Regions from separate parts of the Mus musculus genome. Here region 2 is linked to region 1. Evidence: chromatin contacts called from public Hi-C data. All regions are on one chromosome and are shown on one strand. The core of a region is the stretch at or near the end of the contact, and the rest is flanking DNA. Distances in the headings are between cores, read along the strand shown.

What was found. Hi-C and Micro-C count contacts between places; a contact is called where the count stands out from the background.
Region 2: a Hi-C map of rod photoreceptor shows a contact between it and region 1, with 2.7 times the contacts expected there. The contact joins two enhancer-like sites. A contact is called at or near these places in 1 of 15 datasets of contacts at CTCF or cohesin (the NIH/3T3 cell line), 4 of 484 Hi-C or Micro-C datasets (embryonic stem cells, granulosa cells, pre-hematopoietic stem cells and 1 more) and 1 of 115 datasets of contacts at active chromatin or transcription factors (embryonic stem cells).

Annotation. Positions count from the first base shown.
Region 1 is chr12:52,346,984-52,352,493 of GRCm38.p6, forward strand. No RefSeq gene overlaps it. Among named protein-coding and RNA genes, the nearest start is that of Gm40423, 12 kb to the right of the region's middle. Within about 2 kb of position 3,483, at least 1 of the 459 cell types and tissues checked has an H3K27ac peak or open chromatin away from gene starts, as enhancers often do. A contact at or near this core is called in rod photoreceptor, where this site is marked.
Region 2 is chr12:52,635,881-52,641,516 of GRCm38.p6, forward strand. Gm35239 (a long non-coding RNA gene) reads left to right here. Exons shown (of 7, transcript XR_001780617.2): 4 at 4,062-4,151. Among named protein-coding and RNA genes, the nearest start is that of Gm23296, 34 kb to the left of the region's middle. Within about 2 kb of position 2,166, at least 55 of the 459 cell types and tissues checked have an H3K27ac peak or open chromatin away from gene starts, as enhancers often do. A contact at or near this core is called in rod photoreceptor, where this site is marked.

The DNA.
Region 1 (5,510 bases), core at 2,233-4,732:
ATGAAAGGGACAAAGACTGTGTCATTAGCTACCCTAGCCAGCCACTGGGCACTGATGGTTCAAAGACTGTAGAGATTAAACAAACAGTGTCTTCGAGAAGTCTGCAGAACAGGGCTACACCTGATAAATCAGGGAGGGGTGAAGCCTTACCTGTTGCCAACCGGCAGCCTATAGATGATTTTTCCCTGGCCTTCACAGAGTTAAAGATATTTAGTTAACTGCAAGCATTTCAATATCAGGAGAAGACATCATATTTTTTATGTAAAGAAAAAGGTCACTTTCTAGCTCCCTGAGAAAGCTGAGGCTTGGTGGGTACAGTAGCCAGGTGCTGACTGGCAGCCACTCCACCCCCTTATTTAGGGAAGCAGGTACTTCCTGCTGTCACAGCCCGATGTCCTCTTTCCCCTGGATTGTTCCTGTGAGCACAGAAGCTCACTGGTGTTTCTCCCTTCTTTAAAAACAATCATCAGACTCTCCCTACTGCACATCCCCAGCCCGGCCCCAGCTGCTTTCTTCTCTGCCTCCGGAGCTCAAAAGAGTTGTGCACATGAAGTAAGCATCCGTTGCTCCCACTCTCCATAGCATCGTCTGCATCTAGCTGTGGCCCACGGACTCCACCCTGCTGCACAGCACACCTGGGAGCTGTCTGTGATGTGGCAACTCCATCTTTCAGACTCCTGCCCTTGCTACCCCTTAACTTAGTAAGGTTCGGTCTGGGCATGGCCCCCATCTCTCCCTTCTCCCATCATGATGGTCTACAGCAGGCTTTGCAGAGCCTGCTGAGCCCTGGTTCCTTTCTCCAGCACAAGCTATAGATCCAGCTGCTCATCAGATACTCCTCTCTATGTCTCCTAAGCCTCGTGATCTGACAAGTCCACACCAACCTCTGCGTTTCCCCCTCTGGTGGCTTCGGTGAGTTTCTCCACTGTCACACTCTGCTTCTCTCCTCCCATTCTCTGCCTGGGGGCAGTATGCTGTCTTCCACTCTCTGGTTTCTGCCTTAACAAATGCAGATCCCAGGAGAGAGTCCAGGTGTTTATTATTTAGCACAGCCGTCTCCACAGGCTTCTCTCCTGTCTGGATTTCCTCAGTGTCCTTCAAGCCTTGGGCCAGTCACTGTTGCTGTATTTAGGATATTATCTTGGGGCTTGCTTATCCACACCCATGTAAAGGGCCCCTTCCTTATGCCCTCTAAATGGAATAGACTCAAAGACCCAGAAATAAACCCTCATACCTATGGACACTTGGTATTTGATAAAGAAGCCAGAACCATACAATGGAAAAATGAAAGCATCTTCAACAAATGGTGCCGGTATAACCTGATATCTGCATATAGAAGAATGCAAATAGAACCTTATCTACCACCCTGTCCAAGCTCAAGTGGATCAAAGACCTCGTAAAACCAAACACACTTAATCTAGTAGAAGAGAAAGTGGGGGACTGCCTTGAAATCATTGGCATGGAAGAGAAATTCCTGAACAGAACACCAATAGCTCAGGCACTAAGATCAACAGTTAATAAAAATGAGACCTCATAAAACTTAAAAGCTTTTTCAAGGCTAAGGACACTGTCAATAGGACAAAATGGCAGCCTACAGAATGTAAAAACATCTTCACCAACCCTAAATCTAACAGAGGACTAATATCCAAAATATATAAAGAACTCAAGAAATTAGACATCAACAAACCAAATAACCCAATTAACAGATGTAAACAGAATTCTCAGCAGAGGAATCTTGAATGGCTGAGAAGCACTTAAAGAAATGTTCAATGCACTTAGTCATCAGGGAAATGAAAATCAAAATGACTCTGAGATTCCATCTTACACCGACTAGAATGGCTAAGATCAAAACCTCAGGTGACAGCTCATGCTGACAAGGATGTGGAGCACGGGGACACTCCTTCATTGGTGGTAGGAGTGCAAATTTGTACAAGCACTTTGGAAATCAGTTTGGTGGTTTCTCAGAAAATTGAGAATAATTCTACCCCAGGACCCAGGTACACCACTCCTGGAGATATACCCCAAAGTCATCTTCATTTGTGTACTATCTGTTGCCTGGTGAGTATACCACATGTGGTCACCCTTTCTAATTGAAAAGGCGGTACAAAGAATGGCTATGCACTGAATAAGGACAGTTAGATACACAGGTCCATCATTTCCTTTTGCTGGAAGCCTGAGGGAAAGGTAGAGCCAGCCTGCTCATCCCAAGATACATCTGTGGTGAGACATTTTCCCAGGACAAGTGAGAGCGCAGACGTCAGTGCACACAAGCTGAGAGTGTGTGAGCCTCCAACATGGGTTCTATAGTACTAGTCCGCATGCTGCATCCCAGGCTAAGTGATCCACTCCTGCCTAGAGAGTGAACACTAAGTTGTAATTCAGAGAAAACATCAAAGAAGTCTGTGAACTGCGTCCCTGTGTCTTTCCCACCATGGTTTACAATGAGAGTGTAGTAGAGGCCCTCACATCTCCATAATTTGAATTATGGGCACTGACTAGCTGCCTAAGACATAAAATACTATTAACTTATCTGCACGCAGAACGAACAGATCACTAAAGTCTAAGATTTGCATCCTTGGGGGTTCGTTCCAGAATTATGCTTTCTAGTAGAAATAACAGAAATATCCTGTTATAGAGTAATACTTAGATAACTGATACGTCTATAATATCTCAGGAGGTTTTATGTACACACCTTGGGCTCACTCTGTTATACTGACTCAATTGTGGGTTCTCTTTTAATTCTTTTCTAACAGTACCATGAAGGTTGATACTAGAATTGTCTGAAAAGGCAGCTGGAGTTTAGAGAAGTTAAGTATACTTGTTAAGGTAAACCAATACTGTAACAAACCCATATTATTATTACTAATTAATAAAATCCCATTGACAGAAACATTGGAACCAAAGGTGGATTTAGTTTCCACTCCATACACGGATGACCCCAAGTCCTTGACAAGAGTCAACAGGAGCAGCAAGTTCTCTTAACCAGTGAGACATCCATCGCGCCAGTCTCCTTAATTTGGTGGTTTGTGCTAGGATCATTTCCGTCTTCTTCAGATGTGCTCCAGCTCCAGTTATGCTTGCCTCTATTTTACAGCTCTGCAAGCTTGTCTTTTAAGCATGCAAATATGCTTATATTGCTTCTTGGCTTACAAGTTCCAGTAAGTTCCATGAATAAAAGTCCGCACGCTTGGCTAATACAGGCTCCGAGGAATGCACACCTGTCTGCCCTTCTGCTGGGCCTTTTAGTAAACCCCAGACAGCTTTCTGAATGCCTCACTCCCTTCTTTACCTTCCTGGCTTTGCCTGGACTATGTATTTCCTGCTTCTCCGCTTGTCTGAATTACATGCATCCTTCGAGAGCCATCCAAGCTGTATCTTTTCCTAGAAGCCTTTCCTGACCACCTCCAGCTAGCACTAACTGGCCCTTTGATTCACTTAGGGATTAGTCAAAGCTAACAGCAGTCAGCTGCAACTGCTTAGCTAGCTTTAAGAAAAGCCAGTCAGTGGGGAGGATTAGGTGCCCATAAAATCACTGCAAGTGTGGGACGGCTGAAGGCAGCTTCTAAGAGCAATTCCCAAGTTCACACTGCAGAGCTTGCCCACCAAGGGCATATGCCTCTGCCACAACTGGAACTCTAGAAAACACAGAAGGCATGAAGGGAGAAGTTCACATGGCCTCTGCTAAGGTCTTCATCAGCATGGTACCCAGAGCTGGGGCCTAGGCACTGGCACTACCACTACTGAAAAGTCAACAGCCTGAATGGACAATGGGCTCAGTTTCTCACTGGTTGGCTCAGTCTTCCAGTCTTTTCTACTGCTTGGCATTGGCAAGGTCCATACATGATGCTGCAAGGAACCTAGAAATTCTGTCATTCCTTTTCTGGTCCCTACCTCAGGGAATGTATGCTAGAAGGGTGTTGAAAGGAAAGGGAGCCGTGGAGAGAGCCTCCTACTCTCCTCTGATCTCCTGCCATCATGAATGTGGTTCTGTGGTGTTACCTTCTGCTCACTGTCCCCTTAATTGCCTAATTACCCCTTGGTCTCATTGATAGGACTGTAACCTTCTTGCAGGCAAAAATTATTCTTGTCCATCTGTGAATTGTACCTGGCACATGATAGATTCTCAGCAAGTATTTGCCAAATAAATAAATGAACAAGATATATTATCAGTATCTTAGAATTTTCCTTTTCACTAGCAAAGTACTCTTATAAATCCCTCACCACACAAACTCCTCCCAGAAAGCTCTTGTCATCTCTCCCATTGTGACACCCTCATACTGAGCTCTGTGGTTTTGCTCCACTCTGCAGCACCCATGAGTATCACCCCTATACCCACCTTCCTAACTCAAACCTCACCATCCCTCTCAGAGCATCTAGTAGCTAATGTTTCCTTCAGGAAACATGCAAATACCTAGGTGTAACATTCATATTATTATTCTCCCTGTCCATCATGGCTTCAGTTAATACCACTATCTGTGCTGGCTAAGGGACCTGGCTGCTGTGTTGGCTCCAGTTTCCTAACCTTATTCATTTTGGAGATCTGACTTAAATGCCCTTATTCTGCATGTGGTTGCTATACCTGCTATTTAACTCCACTACTCCACATCCAATCAGCCCTGCTTTTTACAGTGTTGGGTAGGGTGTTGGAGCTCCACAGAAGTGTTTCTAGACCCTCTAAAGGGAATAGAGGAAGACCAGCAACCAACATTCTGCCCTCCTGCATCGTCCTTCAACCAGCACAGCTCTGCTCAGTAGGGTTCACCTATTTCCTTCCAGTTTTGTTAACAGAAGGGTTTATATTTCTATGGAAAAGAGAAAAATACTTTTAATGGAAGCTTGGGTGAATGGGTGTGTGTGTGATGGCCAGAAATTATGTCTGCTGTCTTCCTCTATAATGCTCTATTTTTTAACCCAGGGTCTCTCACTACCCCTGGAGTCTGCTGTCTCCTAGCCTGGCTGGTCAGCAAGTCCCCAGCATCATCCTGTCTTCTTCCTCCCCTCAGTGCTGGGACTGTGGGTGCCCCAACCCATGCCCAGATTTTACATAGGTGAGAGGGATGAAAACTTGGGTCTTGATACTCCACCCCACGATTCTATCTTCACTGATCGTAGTGTCCTTTTTTCATGGTACTGGGAATTGAACTCTTAGCCTAATAGGCAAACACCCTCTTGCTTAGCAACACTGCTAACCCAGAAGCGAGTTTCAAAGGATTGTGTAGACACAACACTCATCCTTACGCGTGAAGTTTAATTATGTGTGTCCACTACTTTGTCTTGCTTGAATCACCTGTGTTTAGTCAGATAGAGACAACGAATAGGCATGTGTTCATTTGGACTGAAGAGCTAATGCTTAAGGAAGGCCATGGACATCAATTTCAAGCAAAAGGATTTTCTTTTAAACTTCCCCATGACTGCTGAAATGGCTCCCAGAGGCTCTTACAAGACTATGAGTTCCAATACATGCCAACAAATGTCAGTTTATACCAGGCACTGAGACACTGCCTTCCAAA
Region 2 (5,636 bases), core at 916-3,415, 290 kb after region 1:
TTTAGAAAAGAATGCATATGCTAAGAGCCAGAGAGTAGGAGGGGATCAGTAGGTCACTGGAGAAGGGAGCTGGTCTTGTGAACAATTTGCTAGTCTTCCAAAGGCTGAAAAACTTGGCTGTGCACAGAGAGAGTGGTTAGGGCTTGGTCACAAAGGTCTTGCAGCTGATCTTTCAGATTGGAGGCCTACAATGGGGGCAAACGTCTTTTTCCCCTTAAGGTGGTTAAATTGAAATTCTAGAGATGTCAAACAATAAACTAAAGGCTATCAAAGCGTCAGTGGATGGTAGGTATTTACTAGTAATAGAGTTTTGATGAAAAGTTCTAGATCCAAGTAAGATAGGGAACTATAAAGAAGGTGGTGGTGACGGTGGCAATGGAGAGATGAGGCAGAGGGGATGGGAATGGGGACAACAGAGCCCACTCTCATGGAGCTTACAGTTTGTTCAGCTGCCAAGGATCAGCTCACCACAGCTTAGACCTTGGTGTTTGTATGTTTTGAGCATGAGTCACATACCGGCAGAGCGTGATTCCTCAAATGGAAAGTACCCATATAGTTCAAGATGTTGTCTCCTGCTTGCCCTGCCTGTCTCTTCTGAAAAAAGTGTAATCCCAAATGCCGGGTCCACCAAAGGGCTATTTTCTAAAGAAAGAATGATGGAGCCATGTACTTTTGAATGGTGAAGATGACAAACCTTGAGGTGACAGGACGGTGATGATGGGGTAAATCCTGACCCTAGGGGTGCTGAGCTGTGGCTTTAAGGACTCTGTTTCTCAGGGTCAAGTTTCACTCCCCATAGAAACAGCTGCATTGGCTCCTGCCAGGTCCTTTCCAGCAATAAGAAACGTTGTCTCAGGAGGCAGATACCATTTGAGAAAGTACAGAGCATAGGACATCTTGGGGACCCTATTATTTGGGGATGAGGGAAGACCAGACTGAACCTGAAAAGCAAAGAAGAGAGCATGAAGAGGGAGTATGAATCTAATAATCAAATTCAAGCTGCTAAGTGTTTCTAGGATTTTTATTCTAGGGTTCATTTTCTTTTTTCTGTTTTTTAGGGGGGGTTGTTTGTTTGTTTGTTTTCTGAGGCAGGGTTTCTCTGTGTAGCCCTGGTTGTCCTGTAACTCACTCTGTAGACCAGGCTGGCCTCGAACTCAAAAAATTGCCTGCCTCTGCCTCCCAAGTGCTGGGATTAAAGGCATGCGCCACCATTGCCCAACCCCTCAGGTTCATTTCCTGACTTGCATTTACTTAGGCCTGAGAGTGGTACTGTGGATATGATTGTTGGATGTTTGGGAGAAACACAGTTAATCTTACTTTTGTAGTTCAAATTATTTTTCAAAATTACTCACAAAGCTCACAGTCGTAGTCCCGATTCCTAAGTTGCAGTGGCTTCTTTAAGAACTACATGGTGTGGGTTTTCCTTTTGTATGGGATGTTTTTCCATTACCTTTCTTGTTCAGGGCAGGGCACTGCAGAATGAGATCCTTAGTCCTAGAAAGCAAGCCATCTGCCTTGTGTAGTACCTGAAATAGACACTGAATTATGGTGGTTCTCCTGTGTAACTTTGACAACTGCACAGCTTTTCTCCTTAAAAAGAGGCAATGCCAAGTCCATGGATGATTTTTTTTATATATACTATAATTGCATCTCCACAAACACAGGTGACAGATGACAGTGAAAGCTTCTGTTGGGACTAGTGCTGTTTTCAATGCAGAAGCTACGCGCTGGGTTTCTAACACGGAGATGGTATTGATCCAAGCCTTTGCAGTTGATCATCCAGGGTTTCCTTGTGTTATGCTTCTTCCTGCAGTTTCTGCTTCTCTGTGAAAACCAAAGTATCATGTAACCAGGATTGTAGGGTGGAGTGTGAGTGCGGCTTTAAAATATGCAGAATCCTTTCCAACACATCGGGCATTTACAAAAAAAAAATGTTTTTCACGTTGGGGATTGAATTCAGAGACTCGTGCTTGCTAAGCACACCCTTAGCCCCGCTAACTTTTAAAGAACTGATACCAAGGACCTCTGAGAGACAAAAAAAAAAAAAAAAAAAAAAAAAAAAAAAAAAAAAAAAAAAAAAAAAGCTGGGTGGTTTTGGAATTTTCTATGTGAGTGTTCTGCCACCTGCTGGAAAGGGCTCAGCAAGTTCTGAGAGCTGAGAAGCAAAGAAGCTGGTGCAGTTCTGGGCCCTCTTCCTCTCCACCCGGGCCCACTCCCAAGGCTGGCAGATAATAAAGCCTACAGTCTCTGTGCGGTTGGTTTCCTATCGACTCTCACAGGCTGGGAGCTGGTTACCCCACAGGGATTTCTCCTCTGACTTGTGTTGAGCTCGCTCTCCCAGCTCAGGCCTGGGCTGCTTCGCGAAGGGTCCTCACATCATCTTCAAGCTTCAGAACGCCAGGGATCCAGTGTGTTGCCTGGTGTTCCCTGTTTGCTTTGGTTTAAAGTGAACACAAAACAAAATATCTAATCCAAGTTAGGCACTACGTAAGCAGGAGGGCCAACTGACCCACTGAGAAAAGATATAGCCTCTTTCTCTCTGTAAGGATTATAGTCTCCCTACTCCTGAGTGCCAACACGGCTTCTTATTAAGTGATGCAGATCAGAGGCGTAAAGTACCATCCTCTAGACAAACTGCTGCAGCCTTCCTGAGATAAGCCTTACCCATTGCTAGCGTGCACCACCGAGGGCTGTTGTCATCACTTCCTAGAAGTGATGGATAGTCGTTGAACTCTCAGTAGTGCGTCCGGCCACTTTCCCCAGTCGTTTACAAACAGTTCTGCTCTAATTGCATGTGGCCTCAGCGTCTGGGAAAGGCTGAGGCATACAAGCTGGGGTAGATTAGGGAAGGGAGTGTCCATCCAGCAGCTATGAGGAAGCCACCATCCATGTTGCGTGAAGACTTTGCGGTGTGGCTGCTTTGGGGCTGCTGTCAGTGTCCCTTTACTCATGCTGTACACATAAGTCCCATCAACGTTCTGGTCCCCTGAGGTCAAATTTAGTGGACTCCAAACTTTGATTTGTCATTGAGATTTGGGGTGTGTGTAGGGTAGACATTTACATCTTTCTCAGGGAAGGAATTTTGGTGACAAGAATTAAAAATGTTCATTTTCCTGGCCAAAGAAAATGTTAGTAGCAATAAATCAAACTCCTTGCAAATGTTTCCCGATCTATAAAATCTCCAAATTTGGGCAAGCACAGTTTTTAAACCCTATGGTCTCAGCTTTTCTTTCATGTGACAACTTGTGAGAAAAAAAAGTGGGGTCAACAATTCTCAGTTGTGACTTCCATCTTTTCCCTGGAAAATTCGCCATAGAATTTTCTGTGCTGTGACCCACATAGGAACACAAAAATAAAAGCACAGTGGAATGAGGGTAGCGTCTCCTCACTAACTGGGTCGCTGCTTCCTAGACGGATCTTGTCTGTAGTAAATGCTTGGCCTGATTTCACCGTCCTTCAGGTCGTTTACTTTCTCTGGAGTTCTGGCAGGAGGATGCCCTTCCTGGATGGATGTGTGTATGCTCCTCCCATGGGGAAAACTTAGATTTTTTTGGCAGCCAGGCCCTCAAAGCAACTGGGACAGGGTGTGGAGGCCCAGCTTTGTCGCCCTATTGAAATTTCTCAAACACACAATGCTTTGGAAATATTTTTTACACAGGAGTACAGCATTTTAATATCTATGATTAGCTGAAAAAATAATAGCTACTAAATGAATAAAACTGACTTTATTATTAAGGAATATCATTATGAATTTCCCCCAAATGTTTTGAAGCTTTAATTCAGGCAACCTGTGACAATTAAAAGGGGAAAAAAGAAGACCTACCCTGGCTGAGGCAGGTATGGTAGGTGGCTTCATGTAACCAGAACTGAAAATTGGTAGTAGAGAAAACCTGAATTAAAACTTACTTTAAAATTAACTTTAAAGAGGGTAGATGATGTGATCGGAGTAGGTGGGGGCTGAGAAAATTTGTACTTAATCCAGAAAGTCACAAGGTGACTTCATTGTAAATAGATGGTCCCAAGGAATAAATGGGTTTTTGTTTGTTTGTTATTGATAACAGTTTCTGAACAACCGGAAGCCATCAGAATCTCAGAGATTGGAGTCTTATGGACACACACAGAAGTTGTACCCTCAAGGCCACATGAAGAAGGTAAAGAAGGACCCCCGATTTACATACATGGGACACACTGTTACAATTATGTTCAAGAAGTGATCTCATTAAGCTTTTGCAACTTAGCTGAGAACTCAGCAGATCTGTATCATCTGGGAAATATTTTAGACTTTTAAATATTTTCAAAGAAAGGCATTAAAGTGAAGAAAAAAAATTCAACAGAAACAAAAGTTTGCAGGGGTTGCCTTGTAGCCAAAATTTTGATAAAGATGGGTATTTTCCTACCCATCTCACCCCAGTGGTAGAGCTGATAGAATTAATTTGCTCTAAATCCTCTCTTGCTAAAGGTGACCAGGCAGGGGCTGGGGAGAAGGCTCAGCAGGTAAAAGCACTCGCCTCCAAGTCTGGCGACCTAAGTTTCACCTTCGAAACCAAATGGTAGAAGCTGAGAACTGGCTTCCATAGGGGAGCCCTCTGACCTCTACAGGGGAGCTGTGCCATGCATGACTCCCTCACAATAAACAGAGCCAATGTAATGATGGTTTTCTTTAGCAGGTGACCAGATAGAACTTGGCCTGTTAACAAAGTCATGCCAAGTTGTATTACCTGGAATTCTTCCCTTCTCTTCAGTCTTCCTTGTATTAAAGAGCTGATGGCATCTCAACATCACTTACATCTTAAAATCCCAGTTTCAACAACAACGGGAACTGTGAATTCCCTAGGAAGATTAGGAAGAAGACAAATACGGAAGCTGCACCTTTATTTCCCCGGGTCACAGTCTTCTGTTAGTGACCCCATATGTGTTTCTTTCCCTGTGGGGTTTAGTCCTGCCATCCCACTTGTCTTTCGAAATACCTACTAAACTGAGTGGCTAGAGTAAGTATGCTTCCATCTTAACATGGGAGGAGGTGTTTTCTTGTCTCTCTTTCCCTCAGTCATGGATCTTCTGGCCATACGGAAGCATAAATGTCAACAACTTTCTGTATGCTCAGTGTGTCATGTGAGTAATTCATTCTTCAGTTGGTTTGTTCTTTGCTTTCCAGGTAAGGGAAGCATCTTATAGATGCTGTTACAGTCGGAATCTGAAATGGCTTCCACATCCTCACTTTGCAAGAACTTGACCTCAGGCTCATGGTGTTATTTTGGAGACTGTGGAGCTTTTTAGGAGTTTGGGGCCTGGTTGCAGGACTAATAAGTCCTTAGTGTGGGCCTCTGAAGGTCATAGGTCATACCACCCTTGGTTCTAGTCAAGTTCTCTTCTCATGGTCTACTGCCCTGTGAACAATTGTCTGCTACACACTCCTGACACCATGACCTCCGCCATGTGTCCTTATGACAAGAGAACAAAACTTCTGAAATGGTGAGACGAAATAAGCTTTCTTCCCATAGGCTGTTCCAGTCCTGTAGGATTGACATACAGGTATTTTAAAAACGTGAGAGTTTACATAGCAAGTGAATGGAGCTTAGAACTGATACATTTCTGACTTCCTGACTTATGTCTGAAACTATCCAGCCTGATAGCAG